Linked DNA regions of Mus musculus: region 2 is linked to region 1. The links are chromatin contacts, called in public ChIA-PET maps. All regions are on one chromosome and are shown on one strand. Each heading gives the region's core, a stretch centred on a gene start, on an enhancer-like site or on the middle of the called end of the contact. The rest is flanking DNA. Distances are from core to core; before and after follow the strand shown.

What was found. ChIA-PET counts read pairs in DNA pulled down with a chosen protein or histone mark.
Region 2: a contact with region 1 is called in an RNA polymerase II ChIA-PET map of memory CD8 T cells, with 5 read pairs. The contact joins two enhancer-like sites. A contact is called at or near these places in 1 of 15 datasets of contacts at CTCF or cohesin (large pre-B cells), 2 of 484 Hi-C or Micro-C datasets (bone marrow-derived macrophages and large pre-B cells) and 3 of 115 datasets of contacts at active chromatin or transcription factors (cardiomyocytes, memory CD8 T cells and trophoblast stem cells).

What each region holds. Positions count from the first base shown.
Region 1 is chr13:45,155,888-45,159,876 of GRCm38.p6, reverse strand. No RefSeq gene overlaps it. Among named protein-coding and RNA genes, the nearest start is that of Gm40932, 51 kb to the right of the region's middle. Within about 2 kb of position 2,711, at least 26 of the 459 cell types and tissues checked have an H3K27ac peak or open chromatin away from gene starts, as enhancers often do. A contact at or near this core is called in memory CD8 T cells, where this site is marked.
Region 2 is chr13:45,412,727-45,416,472 of GRCm38.p6, reverse strand. No RefSeq gene overlaps it. Among named protein-coding and RNA genes, the nearest start is that of Mylip, 25 kb to the right of the region's middle. Within about 2 kb of position 2,467, at least 25 of the 459 cell types and tissues checked have an H3K27ac peak or open chromatin away from gene starts, as enhancers often do. A contact at or near this core is called in memory CD8 T cells, where this site is marked.

The sequences.
Region 1 (3,989 bases), core at 1,462-3,961:
TCACAGAGTAATCGCCCATAACTGACAGGCAGCCAAGGACGCCCTCACAGCTTAGTGAGCGTGCACATAAAGCAAATCTCAGGCTTCTGTTTTGGGATAACAATGACCCGAACTTATTTCTTTCACTGTAACGCTATTGTATATATATATTTTTAAAAATGGAAATGACCTAAAAATACGAGAAAAGAAGCTTGGGTAATTAAATGATAGGATTATAAACATATCTGGTGCCTGGCTTTGCATTTATGTCCTTAAAATGCCATCTACATAGGCATCTTTAAAATGCGGGAGTTTCAAAAGTATAGAGAATGTACCACTGTAATCAGAAGAACATTCTTCCAGAGTCATTTGAGGGTAGTCATTGACATAGAAAACTCAATGTGAGCCGCCCAAAGAGCTTCTCTCTGACCTTGGAATCAGAGGGACAAAGGGGCTGGTAGGCAGCTATAGTAGCACCTATAGAAGGTAGTACCTATAGACAGTAGCAGATATGGCGATGACTCGGTGGCTGAGGATGCCAGAGTTTCCCCTAGGGTAGAGAATGACTCTGGAGAAGGGGACTGGGTCATCACGGGAGGCCAGGTGCCCCCAAGAGAAGGTGACTCTCCAGGGAACAGGGACTAAAGAATGTTCATGGTCAACCAGCTAGAGAAGGCTTTGGCCACATTTGTGGAACTAGGAACAAGAGGTTCCAGGAGAGTCAGAGCAGAGAGGAAGCCCAAGCGCTGGGACCCCAGCAGCACAGTCCACATGCACTTAACCCTCGTGTGGCTGACTCCTCCCTTCTCCACCTGCAACCCCGGAGAGGCCTGGAGTTGTCTGATGAGCCTCCTCAGATTTCTAACCCAGAGCCACTGGCGGAGTCTTCGCATAGAACGGGACTTGTTTCCTGAATGTGACCAGTGGACTTTATCTCATTGCTGGAAATGTCTGGAGAAGACAGAAAAAAGTCCCAGGCTCCACCCCACATGCCTTCTGGAGAAAGACAGTTGAGAGAACGAATCTGTAGAGGCAGTAAAAGACAACAGATGATTTGAATGAAATGCCAATCTATAAACAGAAAAAGAACTTGAATCACTGTAAATGGACCAGAGTTCTTTGATGCTTCCTCTAATCTATTGACACATTTTACTTTTAACTATTGTGTTTGTGTGCTTTAAAAATTCTTCATACAAATTAACAATAATAAGTTTTAATGTGGTTGTATGTTTTTGAAAGTGTCTCACACTATAGCCCAGACTCATGGTAGCACAGGCTAGCTTGGAACTCACACAATCTCCCTAACTGGACCTTCCACATGCTAAGTTCAGAAGCCATCATGTGTCTTTAAATACCAAAGGAAGGAGATTGCATTATTCAAATGGTAATTCCCTAAGCATGTCCAAAGAAAGAGTAGCTTACACAGAAACTTGACTTAACCTGCTACCTCAGAAGTTATGCTTATAAAAGAAAGGGCATTATAATCTGCTTCTATAGCCTTCCAATTTATATTCCTATTTATATCAAACTAGCAACAATAAACATCCAGGGCTAAGTTCTCTAATGCCAAACGATAGTTTTTCAGCTTTTAATTTTTTAAAAGATAATGGTGCCTTTTAGAAATTCATGGAATTTTACACCAATTTTCCAGCGGCTGCTTCGTTTTATTTTATTCCCCTGGTTACCCTAGAAACCGTATTAGAATTAATCATTTTCAGAAAATATTTTTTATTGCTTACATAGCAAGATCCTCCCATTATTTTGGGAAACTAAACGAACTGGGTGTCTTTGAAAGCAAGACTTCCCGAAGCATAAAGGAAGAAACATCAGAAGAAAACATTTAGATCCCACTTCAGATAGAAAGCTAGCCGCTCCTGAGAACAGATTACTGGGCCCACACAGGTTTTTGGTGTTGTCCTTGCTTAGAGAGGGGTTTGTAGAGGAGGCTTGATGTTTGCTTTTGGAGCCAACATTTAGAGAGCTACCGAAGTCAGAGAGGGCTGCCCACTGAAAGAGGCTAAGGGGTCCTTGGGGCACCTAAGAGTGGCGGTACTTGAGAATTATGAAGGGATGCCTCTCATGAGATGTGAAGCTAAGCACAGGGACAGACATCCTCTAGGAAAGGAGAAGGAGGAAGCCCTCCCTCTCCCAAACCAAGAATCCCAACCTCCTCCTCACTCACAAGCATGAGGAGAGAAGTCATCCATTGGCCAAGTACCTCAGAACACCATAAAACTAGAGCATCTCCAGGATCCAAGTCAATAAGCACGGCGGGGCTTACCCCCACCCCACCCCCAGCTTCAACTTCAGTGCTATTTTGAGACATCTCTTTAGCTGTGAGGATTCCAATGTTGAATCAGCAAACTCTGCTTTACTTTAAACAGCTCTTACATTTCAGAAGGTCAAAATGTGGTCTTCAATATACCAAGACCCTACTTTGAGTTTAAAAAGAAATGCCAATCCCCAGATAAGAAGGGGGAATTAAAAAAAAAAAATCAGGCATGAAAACAAAGTAAATATTTCAGTCATTGACCCTGGAATACGTAGTAGTACCCTATTACTACTCCTGTGTTTGTTTCTAATTGTTCAAGTGACTTTAGAGAAGTCACCCACTGGCATGACTTAAGTTACTAAAGTCTCTTCTGCCCTTAAAAATACAGGGCAAAAGGGTGAGAGTGCTGATCAGGTGTGTGTCAGTGTGACTTCCTGTCACAGTGATCAAAACATCTGGCATAAGCAGTGTTAGCGAAGAGTTGTTTGCTGTCTCAGGGTTTCCATTCCATGGTGGTAGGTGGGGACATCAGGGGGCAGATTCTTCAAGCCATGGAAGGCATTAGACAGAGCAGCCTAGCTCATAACAGCAGGCAGGAGGCAGACAGAGGAAGGGGACAAGGACAAGCCCAAACACCTATTAAGTTCCACCTCCTCCAATTTCTCAAAAGTCTCAAAATAGCAATAGCCCATACATGAGCCTTTTGGAGAGGCACTTTATATACAAACAATAGCAAACCAGCTCTTAGATGTGCCAAAATTAAATATAAAAGGGGGTAGCAGTGTAGTGTGGTAATAGAATGTCCATCTAGCATGTCCAAGGCTCTGGGTTCAGTCCTCAGTACCCCTCGCCGGAAGTCATTGATGTACCACACCACCAAAACCTAAAAGGAAGGAAGTTTTAACACCTAACATGGTAGTGACAGTAGCTTCCCCCCATTGCCTACTGAGAGCAGTCATTTGGCTGTTTCACTTTCCAACAAGGAAAGCCCACCTTCTTCCTCCCTAAACCTCACAGCCTGGCCTGATGTTCCTCTAAGATAAGATGCTGTATGGTTTTCTTTCATTTATTCTTTCACACTTTTATAAACAAACAGAGCACATATTGATCAGTTCCAGCCCTTCATTTATCTTATTTCTCTCCCTTTCCCTACCACTAAACCTACTCTTCCCAGCAGGTGGCCCTCCTACTCCTGTGTCTCTGAGGGAGGAGTTTAATTAGTCTTGTTTGCATGCGCCTGGGTGGGGAGCCATCTATTGGAACAAGGGCAACTTACAGGCGCTACACCACTGTGGAGTGGGCTTCTCTTCTCCCCTAGAAGCTTTTCCTTTCCTTTTCTTTTCTTTTTTTTTTTTTTTTTGTTTTGTTTTTTTTTTTTTTGTTTTAATTAGAGTGCCCCGCTTCTATAGGGGAGAAATTTGTCAAAAACATCAACAAGAGCTCCAGGGGCCTGCTGCAAGAACTACTCCAGGATTTCAGACTTCTGAGCTTGAAGAATAGGAAATGTAACTTGGAAACAAGGTAAGAAAGGACATACTTGGACAGATACCTTTAGGGTTTAAAAAAAAAAAAAAGCTACCAAGAAATTGCTGCCGCCTTGGTTTGTAGTCAAATTACCAAACTGTTGAAAGAATGAAAGGGAATGTATTCCTGGAAAAATACCATGGTTACTGTTGGCATTTAGTCTAGGCTCCACCCCACAGTTACCTGGCAATAGCCAGGTGTGACTGACTCACTA
Region 2 (3,746 bases), core at 1,218-3,717, 260 kb before region 1:
ATGTTTGTGCTCAAACTCTGCTTAGGATCTTTTCTACAGTAGCAAAACAGTATGGGCGTGATGTGCATGCCTGTAAAACCAGTGCTTAAGAGGACTGGGAGTTTCAAGCCAGCCTGGGATCTTGTCTCCATGAGATCTTGTCTCAAAAACACAAAATAAAAGGAACCACCACCACACAATAAACTGTGAGATTATGCAATATATGTACATACATATATACAGACACACATATATATCATGTATATGATATATGTGTGGAATCCAGGTTGAAATAAAAATCTTAAGGTGGAGGGGGACTGTCTGGGGAAAAGAAAGAGCACTCAGGGAAGAGGAAGAGGGAAGATGAGAGAGAAGTAGGAAGGAAGAGACACGAATGTGATCAAGTTACATTCCACACGTGTGTGAAAAATGTCACAGCCAGACTGGTCATTAATTAGCAACTAATATATGCTGGCGCAGTTTATTGGAAACAGACACTGCCAGTCAGTCCTCTTGGTTTCTTCGGTGCTGTAAACCCACACGCATCCTTTACAGCCCCTTGTGCAGCAACAGTAAGTACAGCACACTTTATCTCAGTGCCTGGGTTCAGGAAGCGCCGCAAACTCTGTCTTATTCTATGCAGTATTTCTTTCCCAAGCTGTTTGTGGAAATTTGGCCAGGTTTTATCTACATTCCTCATTCTCAGTGGATGGTAAGGAGACAAGCTCCCAGAATGAACTAGTCTTGGCTTTGAGTCCCTCGTCCTGTGACAGGATAATAATAAGACCGCTGTGCTAGGAGGTGGGGAAACACAATTTGCTTTCTACATATTTCTGAAACCCTCAGGAAAAGGAGGCAAGGGTTTTTCATCAAGTGTTGTCAAGTGGATCATTAGCCAGCCAGCCCTGAGTGTCATCAGCCCATTGGGCTTCAAAGGTCCTGGAAATCCCTGTTTATCTCTCTCTCTTTGCTGACCCATGTGCTCCCATCCAAACCACAGAGCCAGAACACTGCTGGGCCTATGGTGGGGTTTCATAGGCTTGGCTCTATGCTCCAGTATGTCAGCTAAGGTGAAAACAGATTCAATGTGATCACACTGGGAGGAGGGATAAAGAAAGGGGCCTGGAGACCCTAAGGGCACCTTTGGGGTAATTGTTAAGTTTCAGACCCAGGACAAGTGGCTGAGGTGCCTACTTAACCTTTCAAATTGGATCAGGCCTCCAGGTTCTCCCAGTATCCCTCAGTTCCTACCTGTTACAGCATATGGCTGACATACCCCGTCCTCTACCATGAACTTTCAAGCCCAGGGGCTAGGCTGTTCTTCCCCCAGAGGCTCTTCCTTACATAATCCAGACATTTTGGTTACCTGCCCCTTCTTTTCTTCTGCACCTTTGGCCTCCTGGCTGATGTACCGGGCTCCATTCCACTCTCTCCCTTCCCCTCCCCCTCTCACCAGGAGGTTCAGGGTCACAACCACTCTGGACTCTCCCAGATGTGTCAGCCTCTGGCTATGCTCTCCCACATCTCTATAATAAACTTTCTCCTTCACCATACTGAGGAACTGTCATGTCTTTCTCCTTCCTCCCTTCCTCCCTCCCTCCCTCCCTCCCTCCCTCCCTCCCTCCCTCCCTCCCTTCCTTCCTTCCTTCCTTCTTTCTTTTCCCCCCTCACTACTGGCATAAGCTTTGGATTTAAATAGAGGAGGAACCGAGGCAGGAAAACAGGGGTGTGCATAATCAAACATCCAATCAGTTGGTCTCTGTCTTATTCTAGTGAAGGGTTTTGAAGAAGTCCTTCCTTATGGCTGTCATGACTTAAAGGCATCAAATGGCCCCCACACGATCATTCTAGGGTACAGCCTGACTTTCATGGGTAATTATTCTCATCTTTGGGCGTGGCCTCTCTGTCTGGTGGTCTTCTGCTGTGCTGGGAATCCAAGATGACTTCTGGAGGTCAGATTAAGGACATTGATTTCTGTCTCTGTCTCTTTAGCCTGGAGACAGGGACCAAAAGAAGGCAGAGGTGCTCGGCTTTCATTTTTTAGTTATCTTGAAGGCCCAAGGGGAAAAACCAAAAACAAATGTTTGCTTTTTAACAAAACAACTTCCAAGAGCACGTTTTAGCCCCGCCTCCTCTGGGGGTACCAGCTGCTTCTTTGGTCACTTTCACATCTTTAACACAAAGGGCTTCTTTCTTTCTCAACCCGGGAAGTCCCAACCCCGGAAGTCCCGACCCCGGAAGTCTGACTCTGGCTTCTAACCAGTTCCAGGTGATTCTAAGTAGGGCCTCTGTTAGCTTTCCAGGATCCAAACAAAGCAAATTCCTTTCTGTTCCTGAGGATCCCTCCTACTGTGGTTTGGATGTAAAAAGTTCCCTTAGGTTCATATATCTGAACACTTCGTCCTCGGCCGGTGGGGCTGGCTTGAAGGACTGTGAAATCTTAAGGGAGAAAAGTCCTGCTAAAAAGAGTGGGTCTCTGAGGTTTCATAGCCTAGCCCACTTCCTGTCCAATGTCTGCTCTCTGCTGGCAGGCTCAGCACGACCAGCAACCTCATGTGCCTGCTACCATGTTTCCCTCTCCTTGATGGAGTAGATGCATCTCCTCTTAGAGTGTGTGTCCAAATAAATCCTTCTTTTCCCAGGTTGCTTCTTGACACAGGTATCTGGTCATAGCAACAAGTCACTAACCCCTTCCCCCTATGGATTCTCCTTTCAGTTGTTTTCAATCTTTATGACACGCCTCATCAAGTCTTTTCATTTGTCTTACCCTTTTTAAAAAAATCTTATTCTTTGATCATTGTGTGCACGCATGGTATGTCTGTGTGTGTACATGCCACGGGGAGCATGTGGAGGTCAGAGGACAACTTTACTGATTTCTCTCCATCCACCTTAAAAAAAAAGTATGTGTATGACTATTTTGCCTGCATGTATGTCTGTGTCTCACATGCATGTCTGGTGCATGTAGAGGCCAGAAGAGGGCATCAGATCCCCTGGAAATGGGGGATCCAATTGGTTGTAAACCACCATGTGGGTACAGGGAATCTGACCAAGGTCCTCTGCAAGAGCAGCCAGGGCTCTTAACGGCTGAGCCATCTCTCCATCCATCTTCCACTTTGTCAGTCTTTGCCTACTGAGCCATCTCTCTGGCCCACTTTCCTTGTTTTCTTCATGTCAAGACATAATCAAAACTGAGTTGTCTCTCTGCTCTCCTCTGTCTCATGTGTTAGTTGTTGTACAAGCTTTCCTGTCTTGCCAGTTCCTGCCTCTGAAGGCAGTAGAGAGTACCAAAGTCAAACCTGGAATTGAAGGTTCCCCTCACTGTTTCCCCATGCCACATATTCCTTCAGAGCCTAATTTCTTATCAGTGCATTGATATGTGAGCCTGGGCAAGACCCACTGGCTGGCTGCATTGTAGCCTTGACAGGGGCCATACGGCTTTTCCCCCATCTACAGAATACAAGTCTTGCTCAAAGGTCCTACTGAAGCATGTTTACCCTGGACCCTAAGCAGAGGTAGTCAGTATCTCCTATGCTCAGCAGTGTGTCGTCCCTTATGCTTCTAGAAAGCCAAGTAATACATGGGTTTTCATGCTGGTTGCTAAGCTTAAGTCCCTGGCCCATGGAGTACAAGCAATGTTATTTGTTGACCTGTCACTCACCCACCCATTCATCCTGGTTATCATTCTGAGACAGTCATGTACACAAACCTGAACATCACTGAACTTCCATACGGAAGCACCCATGCGTGTCACAGGCACTACACAGACA